3 separate regions of the Drosophila melanogaster genome follow, and regions 1 and 3 are each linked to region 2. The links are chromatin contacts, called in public Hi-C and HiChIP or PLAC-seq maps. All regions are on one chromosome and are shown on one strand. The core of a region is the stretch at or near the end of the contact, and the rest is flanking DNA. Distances in the headings are between cores, read along the strand shown. Region 1 holds the start of lncRNA:CR46243 (long non-coding RNA:CR46243). Region 2 holds the start of N (Notch). Region 3 overlaps dnc (dunce).

Region 1 (4,687 bases), core at 1,222-3,721, 230 kb after region 2:
TCACCAACACGTGTCATTAATTTGCGTTTGCGTTCACTTTTATTTGTATGTTTTATGTATTTATTTTATTTTATTGTATGGAAAATTTAACGTCTGAACAAGTTTCAATCGGATATATTTTAGTATCTCGAGAATACTCATAGCAACAGGTACATAATTTCCAATAAAACGTATTGTTATTAAAAAAAAAAAAAAATCATCGACATTTATTATACATTTTAATATTTCAGAATTCAGAATAATATGTATACTACGAAATTAGTTTTCGATTTTCCGCTGAAGCCAAGACAGGAAAAAAACGTTGTATTTTCGAGCAATTCATTTAACTGTGTACTGTTTTTTTTTTTATTGACCATCTTGTCTTAATTTTGGTGTATTTAAAAACAATCACCGATGGAAAATTTTCCACAAACATGGAAACAAGTTCCTCAGATATATCTCTGAATTATGTATAAGCATACATATTATATATGCCATGCCATTTGCCTTTTTTTTATTGACTTGAACTCTGAAGCAACTGCGTAGATGTTGAATTCAAATCCATGACAGAAATGTTCAACTTATTCTGCCGTGTCAACGAATATTTTTTCTCGTGTCGTATAAGGTGACATTTCCTGCAGAATCGGCCTTCGAAGCATTTTCTTTATTTTATTTTATTTTATTTCGTTTTTTTTTATCTTATTTTATTTCGAGTGGTTGTTGTGTCTACGGCGCAATTTAGTACACTTTGGTCCCTTGCTTTTTGGCCAACTTTAGCTGACACTTTTTTCCGTTCAATAAAGCGAAAGAAAAAAAATGCAGAAAAACGCAGAAAAATGCACAAACACAGCGAAATTCAATTTTTCACATCGCTTGAGAAATGGAAATTATTGATTATTGAAAAACACAATGAGCCCTGTAATTCAATAACAATAATAATATTGTTTGTCATTTATTAATCGAGAATGCCTAAACCTCTTGTAATTTTATATTTCGAAAGGTGATGACAAAAATATTTTGGACGATTTACAAAAGTTTTCGAGACGAAATTGAATGAAAATTGTATAATCAAAGAAAATTGCAAATCAAATATTTCGAATTCGTTGCAACCAAGAATATTTTTTATGTATTTCCCACAGCTTACAAAAAAAAATATGTAAAATAGAAAAAAAAAAACATGATAATAAAAATTATGATTATTTATTCTTTAAAATTCTTTTGAAAATATTTTTGCAATTGAAAAATCGTAAATTCTTTACGTTGCTTCCTATTCGCAATTATTTCAAGTGGTGCTTTGCTAACCGCCCCCTGTTCACCCCTTTCGATTTGATCTATCAGCATATATTTATGTTCATATAGCTTTGCACTTGAAACCAGCGGAAAAAAAAACGATGCGTTTTAAATTTCCATTAAAAAACGATTTTCTAGAGTAGGAACTTCGTTCTCAAGAAGTGAATTTGAGAAGCCCGGAATGTCTGACTTTGTGAGTTTTCGTTTTCACCAATTTTTGTTTATTTCTTAATATTTTTATTGAACAAAGCGGAAGGTCTTACAATTTTGTTTCCACGCGCCAAATTTTGTTTTTGGCTTGCTGTCTTATTAGCGAATGAAAACAGTGTTGTTAAGTAAACAATGCAACGCAATAGATTGAGGCACTTGTGCTTGTGCAAAATGTCAGTTACTTGGCTTTGGTATTTGGCAACATAAAGCAAAGTGGTTGGATCTTTGGATTCCTGCACATACATACATACATATGTATGTATGTACCTATGTACATTTATCCCCAATAGAAATCGTTATCTGTAGCCGATTCGTCATGCGTGTCAAGGCTGTGGGGCAAAGTGCGTGAAACTTCTTAAAAGTTAATCGGACACCAGTGTGCGTGGAAAAGCTGACAAAACACAAATGTGATAAAAAGCCAGCAAATGCTAAACCCACCATCGCCTATCTTGCCCTCTCTGCTTTCCCATATTCCTTCGCCTTCTGGGCGCGTGGGAAAATAGAAACTCAACCGCAGAGTTTAATTTCGTTTTGTTATTTTGCTCGTGTTTTTTGTTTTTTCTGTTTTGAGTTTCTTGTTGCTACAGCAAGTTAGATAAAATGGAAACAAAACGACGGAAAACATCGTTCTCACTGGCAACAAACAAAAAAAAAAGGGGTATACGAACACTGGTTACCCCCTTTTTTTTTGCGAGATCCAATTTTAATAGTAAAGATACTGTAAATCTCTTACAATGAATGCCATTATTTCATAGCCCGCTAAAATATTCTTAGTAAACTTAGTTTTAAAGTGCAATGAATGCAATAATACATCTTGTACCATCTCACTTTCGAATTATATTCGATACGATCCTCTCTAATCAAATTAGGCAATTGGCTACAATCTTTTTTTTTTTTTGTCACGTGTCACGAGCCGCAATCCAGCGATCAAACCCGGAAGAGCGGTGAGTTGGGTGGGTTTTTTTTTTTTTCGGTGGTTCCAGTGGTTCCAGTGGTTTCAGTGGTGCTATTACTCTGGGCAGGTGCTGGCGATCCGGACTGGTTGCGGATCGCTTTGATTGTTTGGACATTTCCATACACTGGTCATGCGCCATCGATTGCCAGTTCTTACACAGGAAAAAAAAGCACAGACATTTGCCACTGCGATCTCAATAAAACAATGTATGTATGTTCGCTTCAAAGTTATCATCGATTTCATCATTAAATTGAGCATATTTTTCCTTAATTTTGCACTTTGCCAATTATTGCACATTTTTTCTTACTGTGTACGTTCTAAAGGGCTGCGAACCGGAATGGACCAGTGGGCCACGCTCCACACTCAATTGATCAACTGCCGCTTTGAATATAGATTGGATTGGCTTAATATTAAGAAATATAATACATTTTTGTGGCAATATCATGGAATGTGTGAGCTGCGAACACTGTGGTTGATCTACAGTTTGTACTCGATAAAAGTGGCTTAATATAATTCGAAAAAATATCCTTCATTCTGTATTGCCAGTGGTTATTATTATTTTTTATTTTTTATAAGAAACCAGCAGCAATACTTGTTATATGGTAACCATGTATAAATTAAATCTTTTTTTTAATGAGTTACTATATTATTTGTACTCTTGATATCAAAAAAGTCAAGCTTGGCTTTTATCTGAATTCTTCGAAAATTTCAGAGATTATATAAAACGGTTGTTTCCGCTATTCAAATTCAAGTACATACACAATAATGAAGTATTAAAAAACGCGAAAAAAAGGTTTCGGCCCACCGTTTGAAACATACATACATACATACATACATACATACATACATACGTTAGCACAACAACAAATGCCACAAAAAAACAATACGAAAAAAACGAGGTTCAGGGTCAGCGATGTAATATTTTAATTTATTTGGCATTCTTTCTTTTACCCTCCACATTCGCAACATTCGGGTTTTTTATTGTTTGATTATTTTTTTTTTTGTTATTTTTTTTCTCACTTTTCTTAGCACAAAGCGTTTGTGTTTCTTCTGCTGGACTTTTTTGTTTTGCTTTTCGATTCGTAAGCTTTCAAAACTCTTTCTAAGCCCACTGACTTCCATTATTCTATATCTTCAATTTTTTTAAAGAAGTTAGTATCTAAACAAATAAATCATTGCATATATTAGGTAACAAGTGCAATGACTTAATGTATTACACAAACATTAAGGACTTATTCAAATAAAAATATGGAATAAAAAAAATTTATACAATTTTTGTGATTTTAATTATTGCAAAAAATGATTCATAGCACATATTTTCCAATGATCTAGTGTTGCTCAACGTTCGTTTTTGAGACTTTCGCGATTTCCCATGGCCTCTTGTTCATTTTGTTCATTATGTAGAAACTTAATTTCGATTTTCGGGGCTTTCGGTTCGATTTGTCCATTAATCTTTCGCCTCGTATTGAGTGGTTAGCCCCTCTCCCTTTGTGGCCTTTGTTCTTCCAATTTGCTTAATTAACTTCTAAACGTCGTCTTTTTTTTATTAGCGTTTTTTTTGCACGCTTCGTTTTTTGGTGTGTGTGTGTGTGTTTTTTTTCTTGCACTCAACTTCTTTTTCATCTTTCTTCATGTCCGAAATTCCCTTTTTCGAACAGTTTCGTTTTGGTCTTTTATCTGTTTTAAAATTTGCGTTCTCGAATTTTGTCTTTTATCAGCAAAATAAATGAAATCGGGATGATTTAACCCTTGCGAGGCTGTCTTATTTATATGTATACATCCTTTTACATTTCAAGATTTCTGCGTACACTTAGCTCACCTTTTTGGCATATTTTATGGGACCATCTTAATCTACTTCCTTAGTCCATCATCATCTAGTAAATTTCTGTGCATATCTTTATTAACTTAAGATCGGCTAAGTTGGCAGTTAGAAGCTGATAACAGCCCCTCCTTGATTGTGACTAACTAAAAACCCACATGAAGAAACATATAGTGGATCTTTCTGACCTTGCTTTGCGTTGGCCAAAATTTATTGCTGCTTCTTTGTTAGGCGTTTTTTTTTTATGGTCCGACATTATTAATAAAACCAAAAAGCTGTGCGTGGAAAAGTGCGAACAAAAAAAATGCGTGAGGAGCAAAAATGTTTGAAATGCCAACGAAAAAAGAAAAAAAAACGCGTATGCTAAAAGATTATGGCGGCATTTATTTCTTTTGCGAAATCGCGCGATACGGACCTTGATTGATAACCAAACT
Region 2 (4,898 bases), core at 1,334-3,833:
TACACTGGCGGCCACGCCCCTAGCGGGCGGCGGCGTCGGCAACAGCGGCCAGTGCGCCCAGAGTCCGTCCGGTCAGTTTATATTGTCGAATAATGGCAAAGGACACACGCAGAAAGGACCTCTGGCCACTCATGTTTAAACTACAAAGAAGGATATACACACACATCTTTCTATATTATATATATATATATAGAAGGCACTAGCATAACTCATAAATGTATTTAAAAGCCGAACATCTAGTGTGTAAACTTTTTTTTTTTGTCCATCGATATTAGCGTAATATTCTGATTCAAGCGGTGTGCTGAACTTTCGAAAAGATCTTGGGTTGTAAATGCAACTGACTTGGATTTATCTGATATGGCTGAAATTCGAGCACTAAGAATGTGACTGCTTTCGTTTGTAAATTTGTAACGTACAGCTCCCAAAAACAAAAAAAAAGAGAAAAGAGTTCAACACACCCTTGAGTAAAAAAAAGAAATGTGTATAAAAACGAAAAACAAAACACAAAAAAAAAAAACAGAAGAAAACAAAAACCGTATTGTGATTTATAGCGTTAATTATTTTATGGCTGAGCTCGATGAGTTTCGCAGCGGCAAATTATATCAACTAGTGCAAATCTTAAGCTACTTATCGAGTAAAAAATCGTATATCAATTAAACACGAAACGCGTATCGAACAGAAATGTAAAAACAAAAACACAAAACAACTACAAAACTTGAAAAGTTCATTTTAAACAGCGTGTTGCATACAATTTTAAAACGAAACCGAAAATCAATTCAATTATATACATTATGACAAAACAAAAAGCCTGTGTAGTTAGTTGGAACTAAAAAAAAAAACAAAAATAATAATAATATAAAAGCAAACGAAAATGAAAAGTAAAGCAGCAGCAGCAGAAAGCAAAAACAATTTTCTAAGCCAAAATTTATCAAATTTTTTAGACTTAATTACGTATACATCAAACGAAACCAACTGAATGCAGTGAGAGAAAATATTTAGATTAAGTGCTGTGCTGCATCTGTGACCCGGTCAAGAAGAGCCAAAAGTAACATATATAACTATTATTTTGCACACAAACAAACAAAATTGAAATTGAATTGAAAACTATATTTTTACGGGATGCTACAGTATTATTGCAATTTAATCGATAATCCCCAAGCCGCAAAAAACTAAAAACAAAAAGATGTCCAAATATTGGTGATTTACGAGTAAAGTGAATAAAATTAGAAAAACCACCAACATATATATATATATATATATATATAGTTCCCACTTTCCAACTTTTTGATCGGGTTTTCAGTGGCACAGCATTTCAGCATCCATGTGAAAAGTTGAATATTTTTTTGTCTAGCCCTAAGCGCGTAAATGATATTTGAACTTAAATCAATTATGTAAAGAAGCAAATGAAATATTGTATATCGTATATATATATATATATATATATATATAGAGCATAAATGTGTATGTCAACGCTTGAATTAAAAAATGACTAGCTAAGATTAGAGAGAATGTTTGTAATTTTTTTTTTTTGTCTGCCTAGTTTAGGTTTAAGCCTATTTATAGACGTAAATGAAGAATTTTAAAGGTAAAAAGAAAAACTTAAAAAGCTTAGAAACAATTTGTAAAACATTTGAGCGATCTACCAAAAAAAAAAAAAACGCAATTAAGTGTAAAGCGTTCAATTTTTAACACGAAATGCTGCCTTATGATTCCTCGTTGGGTTCTTAATTCACTAAGCCAATACTGTAATTAATTAACTAATTTATTGTTTCATATTTTATTTTTTGTTTCTTTCGAGAATATACATATGTATGTATTTATCTAAAGTAATTCTGAAAATGCTTAAAAATAATGCCCGTTCGTTTAAACTGATTTATACACTCGAATCTAATTCTATTCTTTCCGTGGGCCAATTGCGCCGAGCTTTTTAACTGGGATAGCGTTCCGAAAATCGGAGATAAGTATGGTGTTACATATTTTTTTTTGTTTTCGATAATTGTCAAACGATTCAATTAAGCGTTCAATTATATAGACGTTACACACGAAACGAAATGAAATTCAAATGAAATCCTATTAAGCCAAGTAAAGTATGATAATTGCAGGAAGCGGAGTTGCGAAAAAAAAAGGTACGGAAAATGAAAACTAAGAACGTATTGCGGGAAAACCTAACTTAAGTCGAGAACAACTCAAATTAGTTGAAATAAAGATACGAGAACAAAAGGAAAATAAAATACTTAAAAAATGCTACAAGTGCGTTTTTCAATCAAATTTATGCACATTTTTTTCCAGTGCCTACGAATTTTACATTGTCGAATTTTACATTATACATAGCGTAATTTCTACGAATCTTACATTGTCGAATTTTACATTTTACATAGCGTAATTTCTACATACCGCTATGACGGCACTAAAGCGCCATTCGGCGAAATGGGGAAACTACTCATGCAAGCGGCTCGGAGCCCGGCTAACGTTATTTGTTCACCAACCGATCTCGCAACGCTGCGAAAGAGCGCGCTGCCAAAATGGCTCCCCGCCATACGGTATCTTTTTCTTGCACCGACGCGGTCACACTGCCGATTTGAAACAGATCGCTTTTTTCCAGTGGACGAAACGGTTGTGAAAGCGGACGAGCGTTAGGCAGACGAACCTGGAAAGCGCAGAGCACAGTTCTCAACATTTATTTTTTTTTTGAATGTGTGTGCAACAACGCACGTAAAATCGCGCTGCCAACAGGATATACAAACAAATCAATTACACAGCAAGCAAATGCAATGAAATGAAAAGGATGGCCCCAGCGGGAAAGCCGTTCAGCAAGAGCAAGGAGTGCCTGTCGCAGGGATAGCAACGAGAGAGCGACACAGAGAGCGAGAGAGAGAGAGGGAGAGAAACAAGGATTTTCGAAAAGTGTATCTACCTCGAGTCGCGCGTGTGTGAGAGTGAGACGAAAGCCGAGTGCAAGAAGCGCAAGAGGAAGAGAGCAATACGCAAGCGTGCGGCGTCGGTTTGAATTTGAATTTGTGGCTCGATCCTCGCGAAGAGAAAAGCAAGCAAAAGATACACGAAAAGCGTTCTTTTTTTGCCACTTTTTTTTTATGTTTCAAAACGGAAAATGTCGCCGTCGTCGGGAGAGTGCCTCCTCTTAGTTTATCAAATAAAGCTTTAAAGTCTGAAGTTCAAAACTATAAAAAACAAAAAAAAAAACAAAAAAACAACAAACGCGCTAAAACAAAAAATTGCTTAAACTACTGAGACTAGCATACTAAACCTAAACTCGCAGTTAAACATATCCTCAAAGAGAGACCAAAGAGGAGCGCTAAAGAAACCGAGAAGCGAGTAGAGGTGAAAAACTGGAAAAGTGGTTAACTGGAAAACTGGATTACAATGCAATCGCAGCGCAGCCGACGTCGCAGTCGCGCACCAAACACTTGGATTTGTTTTTGGATTAACAAAATGCACGCCGTTGCGTCGCTGCCGGCGTCGCTGCCTCTGCTGCTGTTGACGCTGGCGTTTGCGAATTTGCCAAACACCGTTCGCGGAACTGGTGAGTAAAGCGGAGACGCCGATCAGAACAACTAGGCGGGGGGAGGGCAGGGTGACAGGCGGGGTCGCCCGAAAATAGGGTGGGTGCACAAACTGGAATTCCAGGAGGCTCAAAACGTTCCAAAACGCTTGCCAAAGAACGGTTTTTTACAGAACCAAAACTATGAGATAAGATGATCTTGTATAGCTGAAAGATGTGGATCTCAACTAATAGTACTGAATCGCATAATTGTTTGGTCTTAGATGTCAGTTTTAAATGGAGCATACTTAGTATGAAACAACTAAAATTGCAATTACAAAATATACATACATTTGCATTGGACTAGTTCCGCTTAAACCCGTTGGATAGATCGCTACATTGCATAGCTAGGAAATGTTGGTCTATAAAATCGGATGCATTCGCAACACATATAAGTGACTGAGCAAACCCATGCAACTGTAATCCAAAAAGGAAGTGATGCTACTTAATCTGCTTAATAAGCCTATAGGATTGTTGCAAATCCTACCTTAAAGAATTTCACTTTAAACGCAATCGTCGGAATCCGCTCCCAAATGCGTTCTCTGTGTTTCTCCATTCCCTTTTCGATCCTCTTCGTTTGTCTCCCTTTTGGGCAGCTCCTCTTCGCTCTTCGCCTTCCTTTTCATGGCTTGTATTCACCGCGCTTCCTTTTGCGCTGTCTTCCTTGGCTTCGCTTTGTTGTCGCTTTTCGGACAGGTGGTCGTTTTTTTTTCCTCTCTCTTTCTCTCTCTCTCTCTCCTTGTTGTCTCGCTGATCTCGTTCTCGCTCTCGCTCGATCGCTGTCGCTGTCTCGCTCTCCGCCGACTGCGCATGCTCTCTCAGATTTGGAAACCCACCTTTTCGAAACAAGAAAGACCGTTTTTACCGTCGGCAAAAGGCGAGTTTTTCCATTCCCCTAGCACTCTAGGCACTCTTTCCTTTGTGTTTTCTCACTGCGCTATTTGCTCGCTAGTAGTGAGTGGCCAACTTCCTTTCCAGCTTTGGAAGCGAACTCTCCTCCTCCACACGCTGTGTTGTGCCGCATGCACATGGGGCTTACTTGGGTATTTGCATATGGAGCGGTCGTTGTCTAATCACTGAACAAACACCGAATCGTATCGGATCGGATCGGATCGGTTGTAGGTGTACTTAGGGTCGATTGCCCCAGTAAAATGTCAACTTTCCATGGAACTCGAAATCTCTTCGACGGAATTCTCGGCTCAACGATGAGAAAGTATGGGGAATGCAGCTCGATATCATAGTATTTTGAAACAAATTTGATAATGTCAGAGAATTTTTTGTTGTTTCATTATTCGAAAATCTATCGAAATCCATCAATCCATCAAACGTTTAAAAGCAA
Region 3 (4,710 bases), core at 1,457-3,956, 150 kb after region 2:
CAGGGGGAGTACAGCGCAGGGTACCACCTACCAAATCCCCCCCCCCCCCCGGGTAGCCTCACCCCCTTGGCACCCCTGACCCCTGACCCCTCATAAATCCGGTGCTGAAGCTCAAGGCTCAACTTTCGGCCGGTCTCTCTCGGTATGCGTGACTTATGTTTACAGTTTATTTATTATTAAAAACACACAGACAAATGGTCCGAGAAGAAATGTTTATTATTGTTGCTGTTTGCCTCAGTCAAACAGGCAAAAAAAAAATAACAACAACAAAAAAAACACAGCACAAAAATGTATACAGTTCTCCGGGATTTCGGAAGAATGGTGTGGGCAGGACGACAAGTCCTGGGGTTGCTCCTCATTTATATGCCATGTCAAAGTCGGCGGTTTGGCTGGCAATGAATTCAAAAATTTCGACGCCCCAAGCCGGCGAGCTAATGTCTATATAAATTATACTCCAATCTTTAAGCTATCAGGGGATTGGCTCGGTGACGCAGCCCGCATTTTTAACAACTTTAAAAAAAAATGAAAAGGGGTATTCCCCCAAGGAAATCCGGCGATTTTGCATTGCCGACTTGTTTGTCGTGGGTTAAATGGCATTGAGGGATTTTCAGAGCGCCAGAAGTTGCAGCCAAAAAGATTTAAGTGAACAAAAGTTTACGGAAATTTAAAATGTGTTAATTGTCGCGGCTGGAAATTTAAGTTTTTCTTTTTTTTTTTGAAAGATTTAAAGCTAACAATATGGTAAAGTGTCCCTTTCATTAAGTTTTTTATGCCATTGCCCCCCATATTTTCAGAAAATAATCGAATCGCCTAAGGTCGTTTCAACGTTGTTAGCCAATATCTGGGTTAATGGTTGGGTGCAATTTCCCATTAATATACCAAACATTTTGCCAATAACTTTTGGGTCTTGTATCCTTAAGGACAGGCCTCGAAATTGTTTTGAATTTCTGTCAATCAATCAGCCCACGTAATTTGTTAATTAAGCCATTGAACTCTGGTCGGCTAACTGGGTTAGTTAACCCTTTAGGCCAAGCACTTTGCCGCACACGATAAACTTAAGTTCAATTATATACATATATACAAATTTTCAAAATCAGTTAAGTATCTTCATTGTGTATTTCATTTATAATAACTTCAAGCGACTACAACATATTATTTTTCATTTGTGTACGGGTCATCTAACAGTCGTGTTTCCCCGAGGAACTTCAAAAGTTTCCCTTTTCCAAAAAAAAACTGAGAAACATGCAGGCAAGTCGGTTTTCCCTCGGGAGAAAGTGTCGACAAAAAATGGTTAAACGGAACTTGGCCGTTTAAGGATATGCGCCTTGTTCGTCCTTTAAAACGTGCCTTTGTTTGCATATTTTATTTTGAAACTCTTCGTCCTCCCCATCGGTGAATATTTAGTCGAGTGTTGCCTACTTAAAGGCGCTAATGAAGGTATATTTACGAAACAAACGAGGAGAGCCAAAGAGCCGCCAGGAACTTCATTATTGTCAGGATATTAGTTAAAGTCCATAAGCAACTCATTAGTTTAGACAGTTCCGATATTTAATACGTTACTTCGATGCGGCCTTCGATTTTCCAAATAATTAGGAGGCATAAGATAAACTATGAATATTTCATACTATTCATTGGACATTGCCAATAGAATGCAAATGAAATTCGAGCTGATCTAGTAATTAACAAACATCATGCATTATTGGGCTATTTAAATTGTTATTGCCTAAACGTTTTCGCTTCCAATGCGAGCATTACATAATATCATGAATAATATTATGCATACGACACGTGTGACATTTGCAAGGCACATTTTTAAAGCGAAAAGAAAAGCAGCAGCATCTCGAATGGCCATTTCAAGTATATCCCTAAGATAAAGGCAATCCGAGATGGGGAAAAATGCCATGCATGAGCGAGAAACAGTAGAACAGGCAGAAAAGGTGAGCCCTTCGATGTCAAGGAATGATAATAAACTCAAAACCATTAAAATGAAAGGAGCAACGAACGATGAGAAAGAGTTGGGGGAATTTAATATATTTGCACTGCAAAATGTGGAATGAAGAAGCCAATTGAAATGGCACAACATCTGTGTGCCTTTTTGGGGAATATTACAAAAGATGTAGCAATATCAATACCTGTTCAGCTAGTAATTTTGGCATTAAACCAGGTTATTTGGTTTCCTGAACTGTCCTGTTAAATCCTTTTTGTTTCCTACATTTTCTCCTTAAAATTTCGTCTTGTTTTTTTTTTTTTTGGTGCCAAAAACCCGTGGATTGTCCCAAGGGCTAAGATTTTGGCTTTGAATGCTTTTTCAGCTTTGCAGTGACTTTTGTACCGGTTCCCTTTTCCATTATCCTCGTTTTCTGTTGTCTTCTGTTCTGCTCACCAGCTGAGCTTTAAAATCCTTGTTGCACTTTGACATAAAGCTGAAGGAAGCGAAAGAAACAAGTGGAGATCTTAGGAAGCTAAAGAATTATTAGAATTATTATTGCCTCATTGTTGGCAAATTTAATTAGTATGTTGAATGCTTGCTTACGGGAATTTCCGAGGAAATTCCTGAAAAATTCCATGGTGAAAGGTGAAAAAAAGTTCAAAGAAACCAGCATACTTTCAATAAGGCATTCCATTTTATCAAAGAATATATGTAGTCCATGAAAGCTCAAAAGCAATGCGACGAACCCAGAGCTTTGGAAAATGGCACACAACTTTTCTCACAGCTTTTCACCACACTTGAGTTTTCTGGAAAAGCTGTCTGAAGCTTTGAAAGCTGTTTGAAACATGCTTAATGCTAATTTTGTTGCTTAAGGTCAGGATTTCAAAAATGAATCTGGAAAAACAAAAAAATAAAGAAAATGTTTACAAAGCTTTTTAAATATTAGATATTAGAAATATATATTAGATTAGATTATTTATTATAAATAGGATAAATAGGATTGTTTGATATGTATTTTCTGTAGCTATAAGATAAAAAAAGTCTAATTTCAACTTACTAATTTATCGTATTGTCTTTTTTTTTCTTTACAGGTAAGTCGATTGAATGCATACGATACGTTTTGTGATTAATTAAGCGAATTGGGTAAGCTCGTTTGCATCTGAATTTTCGGCCATGGAACATATTTTTAAACTTTAAATGCTCGACAAAAAAAAGCTGTGGGCTTTGTGCGAGCGATTATTGCGTATACGCGGCGTGCAACTGGTTGGTGGGCGTGTCGGTCCGCCCTTTTTTCAAACGTTTTCCCCCCGCTTTTTTTTCTCCTGCATCCCTTTACCCACTTCGTTTTAACATTTTGACACCGAGGAGAAAAAACAATCAGCAACACGTTGAACCTTGGCATTTTCACTCGGCGTTTTTATGATTAACTTTTCGGTATGTGCAGTGGCTAGACAAGGCAACACAGCTGATGCACTGAAAAAAAAACGATATATATGATAGCAATTCTATCGTGGAATATAAAGTTTTGCGTAAATAATCACTATGTGCATGACATACATGACATAATTATAATTGAATTGGTATTATGAAGTAAGTTTAGTGTATTTTTCGAAAATCATCAATTTTTCGCGAGACGGGGGCGGTGCGTTTCGCGGGGGCGTGGCAGACCGCCCACCTGACGCTGCTGCAAGCGCAACTGTAAATGCATCAGGCAACTGAAATGTGAAATGAGAAATGAGAGACGCGTGCAATTTGTTTGTCCGCCGGCCACGCCCACCGCCCACCGCCCATGGCCCAACCGCCCGCTGGCTGTACCGTTAGCTGTGCGTCAATGGGGCGGCGTGGGCGTGGCTGTTGGTTTTGGGTACACACGCTCAGCGGGCGGGGCGAAAAAATCTCTAACGAAAGCGAAGCTCAAAGAGCAGGAAATTGAAAAATATTAAGAACGAAAAAAATCGGAGCAGGAAAATAATACAAAAAAAAATGTTTTCGATTACAAACTATGTGGAGTAAACGCTTGTTTGAAGTTCTTGGCAATTGATAGAAAAACGTTCAAGCTTTTATCTATGGATATGATATTCCAAGGAATAGAAGTCTTATGTTTTTGTTTTCCTAATAAAAAGGTATTGGTATCAGCTAACAAAATTAAGCATTTTCAGTTTCTACAACAACCTCAGGTACTTTGTGCTTTTAAGGTATTAATTGAACCAATAATAAAAAAGTGAGAAAAAAAAAACAGAAAACAGAAAACCATTCAGGTAATTTCAACTTCATAAGTCTCATGAAATTCGAGTTTCCCGTGACGAGAAACACAAAACCACCGTTTTTTGTCACAAATATTTGACTCACGGCGTTACCCAAAAAAAATCTCTCCAATAAACAACGAACTGAGCACACTCCCCGGGTGTTATATATGCGTTTATATTTATATATTTATATATTTATATATGTATATCATAGCAGATGCCCAGATACCCAGGACCCCTGCCACGCCCCCTCAACCCGCCTATCTCTAAAGCCAGCCCCCTTGGGTGCCATTGCCCATTGCCCATCCATTAGTTTTCTGCTTTTTTTCCCCCCAGCCCCTGGATTTTTTGTTCCTTTTTTTATTGTTGTTGTTGTGGCTGTTTGTCAAAGCAAAAGTGGACACTGGCCAGCGGGGAAATAGATTAAGGGGGGACACCTTGACACACGGTGTATTAATAACGTTTTTGTGAAATTAGAGTTGACAAAAAGTGAGGTGCAAATAGATTGAATATCAACTTTGAATATTCTAATTG

What was found. A called contact is a pair of places that touch in the nucleus more often than the background predicts. HiChIP or PLAC-seq counts read pairs in DNA pulled down with a chosen protein or histone mark.
Region 1: a CP190 HiChIP or PLAC-seq map of the Kc167 cell line shows a contact between it and region 2, with 4 times the contacts expected there. The contact joins the promoter of lncRNA:CR46243 here to the promoter of N in region 2. A contact is called at or near these places in 2 of 107 Hi-C or Micro-C datasets (cellular blastoderm embryo and eye imaginal disc) and 1 of 6 datasets of contacts at active chromatin or transcription factors (the Kc167 cell line).
Region 3: a contact with region 2 is called in a Hi-C map of the Kc167 cell line, with 6 times the contacts expected there. The contact joins the enhancer-like site here to the promoter of N in region 2. A contact is called at or near these places in 4 of 107 Hi-C or Micro-C datasets (the D17-c3 cell line, the Kc167 cell line, embryo and 1 more) and 1 of 6 datasets of contacts at active chromatin or transcription factors (the Kc167 cell line).

The regions. Positions count from the first base shown.
Region 1 is chrX:3,361,215-3,365,901 of dm6, forward strand. lncRNA:CR46243 (long non-coding RNA:CR46243) reads left to right here and starts at 2,472. Exons shown (of 2, transcript NR_133507.1): 1 at 2,472-2,640; 2 at 2,758-2,846.
Region 2 is chrX:3,132,287-3,137,184 of dm6, forward strand. N (Notch) reads left to right here and starts at 2,584. Exons shown (of 9, transcript NM_057511.4): 1 at 2,584-3,541. The coding sequence starts at 3,382. It overlaps kirre (kin of irre), which reads left to right. Exons shown (of 11, transcript NM_001258579.3): 11 at 1-2,246. The coding sequence ends at 139.
Region 3 is chrX:3,282,810-3,287,519 of dm6, forward strand. The region is part of intron 4 of dnc (dunce); the gene reads left to right. Among named protein-coding and RNA genes, the nearest start is that of CG10793, 31 kb to the right of the region's middle. Within about 2 kb of position 2,707, at least 16 of the 39 cell types and tissues checked have an H3K27ac peak or open chromatin away from gene starts, as enhancers often do. A contact at or near this core is called in the Kc167 cell line, where this site is marked.